2 separate regions of the Hordeum vulgare genome follow, and region 1 is linked to region 2. Evidence: chromatin contacts called from public Hi-C data. All regions are on one chromosome and are shown on one strand. Each heading gives the region's core, a stretch centred on a gene start, on an enhancer-like site or on the middle of the called end of the contact. The rest is flanking DNA. Distances are from core to core; before and after follow the strand shown. Region 1 has its middle 94 kb from the start of LOC123425496. Region 2 holds the start of LOC123425493 (eukaryotic peptide chain release factor subunit 1-3).

The links. Hi-C and Micro-C count contacts between places; a contact is called where the count stands out from the background.
Region 1: a contact with region 2 is called in a Hi-C map of seedling, with 3 times the contacts expected there. The contact joins the enhancer-like site here to the promoter of LOC123425493 in region 2. A contact is called at or near these places in 2 of 6 Hi-C or Micro-C datasets (leaf and seedling).

The regions. Positions count from the first base shown.
Region 1 is chr2H:127,014,486-127,017,185 of MorexV3_pseudomolecules_assembly, reverse strand. No RefSeq gene overlaps it. Among protein-coding and RNA genes, the nearest start is that of LOC123425496, 94 kb to the left of the region's middle. Within about 2 kb of position 1,420, at least 3 of the 3 cell types and tissues checked have open chromatin away from gene starts, as enhancers often do. A contact at or near this core is called in leaf and seedling, where this site is marked.
Region 2 is chr2H:126,535,115-126,537,814 of MorexV3_pseudomolecules_assembly, reverse strand. LOC123425493 (eukaryotic peptide chain release factor subunit 1-3) reads left to right here and starts at 1,250. Exons shown (of 3, transcript XM_045109191.1): 1 at 1,250-1,355.

The DNA.
Region 1 (2,700 bases), core at 171-2,670, 480 kb before region 2:
CTTCATTTGTCCACCATGTGAACATCCACAAGAATCAAGCATGAAGTTCTCAAGAATGCTTATCTTGACTTGTCCGGTCCACCATGTGAACATCCACAAGAATCAAGCATGTAGTGCTCAGGAATGCTTATCTTGATCTTGTCCTTGTTAGCACATGAGGTTGTCCTTGTCAGCACATGATCATTGACAATAGTTTCAATGATATATTCGTGCTGATCCGCTTGAACTTGCACACCACAATCTTGATGACGATCACCACTTGACGTCATCCTTCATGGGTTGTATGAGATCTTCCTTTTGACGCAAGCCCAATGGAAGCACACCTAACCCCCACATAGGAGTCTCACAAAGACCATGGGTTAGTACACAAACACGTAATGGACAATGCTTACCATACCATGGGATCACTTGATCCCTCTCGGTACATCTTGTACGCTTTGTGTGTTGATCATCTTGATTTACTCTTTGTCTGAGATCTTGATCAACCTAGTGTTTCTATGACCATTCTTTGGATAATACCTTGAATAACATCTTGGTCATCATATAAACTCCTTGAACCCAACAGATGGACTTCAAGAAGTGTCTATGGACAAGTCCTATAAATATAACTTAAAGCAACCATTAGTCCATAGGAGTTGTCATCAATTACCAAAACCACATATGGAGATATATGCTCTAACACCTACTCTACCTTGTTGGTGACCAGACCACCATTACGTGGGGCGCAGACAGCCGTCAGGCATGGGCACAACGAAGCCGGACGAGATCCGCTTACTATTAGGTTTGCGTTGAATGCAATCGTGTACATTCAAATTTTTTAATTTAAAGTGTCCGATTTTAGAATGCGTTATTCAAGAGTTGATCCGTCAAATACATCCGCGGACGCTTGAGGGATAAAATTTGCTCATCGCGAATGTAGATGCTCTTATAACTTGTGGCTTGGCTGAGTGGGAGCTCTGTAGAGTGTACACCACCACTAGTTGCACACAAATTGTCCTCAGAAGGAAAAAAAAATCAGTTGCACACAAAAAGAGGAAAAAAAACTGATTCTCAAAACACAAAAACTGCACGCTATTTTGTGTCAAAAAAATCAGCGCACCAAAAATGAGACAAACAAATATATTCTGGTCCATGTCAGTACGAGTTGAGTCTTTTTTGAAAAAAAGAAACAGTTCAGTGGTGACATGTTCAGCTTGCATAGGCTAGAGCGCAAAAAATTCAACGGGTTGGGTGCTGGCACGCGATCCGTCCCCTTGGCCTGTTCGGCCGTTCCTCTCAACCCCTCAAACTTGATGACGAAGCTAGATGAGGGAGGCATGGGCTGAGACGTTGGAGCTGCCGCGGCAAACGGGTGCAACACAACATGGGCGCGAGCCGTGCGCTCCAAGCTTGGAAAGCGAGGTCTCCCTGTCCATCCGTGCGGCCCCTGTACCTGTGGGCACAGCCGACGGGTGCCAACGTTTCTGCAAGTTGGCCCCCCTTGCGTTGCATTGCACATCTGCTTCGTGAGAATCACCAAACTTCCTTGCGATATCGTACGTATAGGTGCTCCTGTAGCTCGATCGAGCCACACGAAGGAGCGGGAAAAGCATTGGATTGGCCTCAGTAAGTGTTGCTGTCTGTGTCTGATACAGTCACTCACACTATCCGTTGCCGTCATTGTCTGCCGTGGTCGTACCCAGTGATATTGATGAGATTTGACTAGTGTGTGACTTGTGGGGGAATGTACACCCTGATCAGAAGCATGCATGAATGTATCCGGCGGACAATAGGTACGTACGCTATGTACCTCGAAATCAAAGGAAAAAAAATGAAAGGCAGGTGGGTAGAACTGCAGTCCGCGTCAGTGGTACACCACCTGACAAATCTTGAAACACAAAACCAGACAGATCACAGATGGGCTGTGCAGCAGCAGCTACTCACTTGTGAAGACAACTTGTGTATATCGGCCACCTTTCTTGCGCAATTTTGTCAAACGCCAAAATACAAGTAGCATCCACGCTTTACTCGACACGATTTAACCGGCTCGGATCCTACAGAGGTGGTGGATGGAGACTGCCAACATCGCCACGAGTTCCGCCTTCCAAGGAAGAAACACCACCAAGAAGATCGATTAAGCATTAAGAAAGCATCGCATTTCCCATGCCCCGTGGAAACATCCCAGTGAGGGCACAGACTATCTTCGTTCTGGTTGGAAAAGCAAAAAACGAACTTTTCGTTTTTTCGAAGTAAGAAAGGAAAAGGGAGAAACGCATGGCGCATGTAGGCCGCGGAGCGAGACCTGTCGCTTGGGGTTGGGTCGCCGGCGATGAGATGAGCTTTCCGCTGTCTTTTTCATGACACGGGCATCACCGAGCTACTGACTGCGCAACAACCGAGAGAGGGAGACGAAGCAGAGGTGTTCCTTCCTTCCCTAACAACAAATAAGCCGAGCGCACGTCATGAACCCGCTCGCCTTTTTCTTCCTTCTTTTTTATGTATGTATAAGTATACGTTTATAGAGATTCATGAAGATTGGACGTATTCGTGTGTCACGTACAGTGTTCACGATCCATGGTCCAAGCTTTGATGCGATTCCGCGTATTGGAGATTTGATTAATTAAGCATGGAAGTGATGAAAATATGATACTACTACTATATGTCGCAGCGTGTCCGTCAAATTCCTTTAAGTGTTCATCGTGTAGTAGTAGTAAGCTACAG
Region 2 (2,700 bases), core at 1-2,500:
ACCGGATTTCCGAAAGTGGTCGGACGTCCGGCCCTCAGACGACAAGGGAAGGCCGGAAGTCCGAGGTATTTGACTCTGGTGCAAGGCTCCGGTTTTCCGAAGTGGTCGGGCGTCCGGTCCTTGGATGTCCGGAGGGAGGCGGATGTCCGAGACTTTGGCTCTAGTATAGGGTTCCGGATTTCCGAAGTGGTCGGGCGTCCGGCCCTCGGACGTCTGGAGGAAGCCGGATGTACGAGGCATTGGTTCTGTTTTGAGATCAAAGCAGAGCAGTGGAGATGTGGTATGAGCAGAAAAGTAGAGATGTAGTTTGAGCAATTTCATCGCAAAACCCGTGATCCCCTCTTAATAGTGCAGGATCCCTATACTCAAGAATAGTAAATTAAAGGATAGGCTACATCATCTTGTTTCTCAATCCCGAGCCTTCTTGACGTATAAGTCCCGATCTTCTCACACCACCTTGGCACATAATTCCCGATCTACTAAGAGTACTTTAAAATCCATCCTGAGATACACTCAACAAATAAGATTAGTTTCCTATGTATGTGTTGTCATTAACACCAAAACTCGATTAAGGGCATGACTGCACTTTCACTTGCGCTAGATCCCATGTGACCCTCATAGTGCGGTAGAACCAGTACTGGCTATACGATTTGGATGTATGAACCCTAGCGATCGCCATCCAACGTGTGGATTCTTCAGGGAGATCCTTTTCATCCACAACTACATCTTGCAGGTTTTCTTCGTTCAATCCGAGCTCCTCCATCATGGCCTCCAGATCAGAAGCACCCGAGGTAGAAGCCTTCGTCGCCATGATTTCTCTTGCCGTGAAGAAGAAACAACGGGCGATTGTCCATAAACCGAAACTATCCCCGATCCCCGGGCCTGGAGCACAAGTCTCCAGCAAGACGGCGACGAGAGGAGGTCGCATGGGAGTAAGATCTCAACGCAGTTGACGATCGCCGTCGTCACCCGCGAGAGGACGTAAAACCCTAACAGAAGGGGACGCGGGGTAGCATCGGTACGACGTGGAGCATTGGGAGGGCCTAGTTGCCCGGGATTGCCGACCAAGCGAGTTGCCCCTCCCAAAGCGCAGCCTTACTTGTCTAGGGTTTGGGCCATGAAGATCCGGCTGACAAGAAACGGGCCTCCCAGGATGGGCTGCACGGTCCATCTAACGGCGATCTGGCTGCGGCGGGCCGACACCGAGCTCTCTCACCACCAGGCGATATAATAATGCAGCGGAAACTTATTATCGCTCGATATTCCTAAGCAGCCGACAGCCAGAGGAGAGGATTCCCCCCACCCAAGCCACCCGCGTGAAGTCGGCACTCTCCCCCTCCGTCCCCTTCTCCTAGGTATCGAACCCTAACCCGATCTCGCTGGATTTGGTCGCGATTCGACGCTGAATCCATCCCTAGTTCTCGTGGTGCGACGTGTCTCGGTCCGATTGCGTCCTGTTATACGTTGATTTGATTTGAGGGGGATTTTCGTTCGACACTTCTATGTAGCTCACGCGGCGATTGTTCTATCTCGCGACTTCGGGATCTGTGCGACGCTGGTCGGATTCTCTTCTGCGATTTTTGCGCGGTTGTTCATCCGCGAGTTCTTAGGTGCAGGTCGATCGATCCGTGTTCTTGGATTGATTTGTTTCGATGTACGGATGAAGAGTTAGGGTATCGGGGCGATGTCAGTTGGTGTGCAATTACAAACGAGCAGGAGCTGTTCATCTTGCTTTTGGGTGCATTCAAATTGTTTGTGTTTTCCTTTTAGATCCATGCGTGAACTTATAATGCTTCCACTTTCTGAAACTTATTACTGTGTTGTTGCAATGGTTTGGGTGAGGATTCCCTGGAGTTATCTTAAGCTCTATCAGTGGATTTCAGCATATCAAGACCATTGTTTACCTTATTTGGACTATCCATCCAATTTCTCCCCAATCCACGCACCTGGCACAACGCTCCCCTTCTTTCGTGCCCATGGATGATCTGCTCTTATCCTTGTCTCCACGTCCTACTGACCCAGTTCCCTACTCCAGGATTCACTCTTGGTTGCACAGTTCCACTGCAAGTTTAATTATTATTCATTATCTGCGGTTTGATTAGAAAGAAACACAAGGTATCTCCTTGTTCCAGAGCCCCGCTTCTAATATTCATATTTAAGAGAAAGAGAGTCTTAGGATAAAGATGAATAAGAAGATGAAATAGAATAATCTGGTTGTAACGTTTCAGATGTGCTTAAATCCACATAGGCAACTTTTGAGTATCCTTACCTAATAGCTCTACACTAATACCTCGTTGAAGATGACTGTGAGTTGAAAAAAAGGTTTATGTGCCAGTAGGACGTTAGTTAGAAATATTGTACTCCCTCCGTCTCAAAATAAATGTCTCAAGCTTAGTACAATTTTGTACTAGAGTTAGTACAAAGTTGAGACACTTATTTTGGGACGGAGGGAGCAAGTCATATTGTCTACTTTTGGAGTATTTTAACTTAGGGTGTGTCTAGGACACATCTAGATGTGTCATAGTTATTGCACATCTAAATGACTAAATCAATCATAAAAAAGGAAAAGAAAATACCCACACGAATCTCCACGTAAGATCAATGATATAGGACTTAGATGTGCAATACTTATCTCACATCTAGATGTGTTTTAGCAAAACCATTTTAACTTATACCAACTTAAGGAATATATGCTATGGT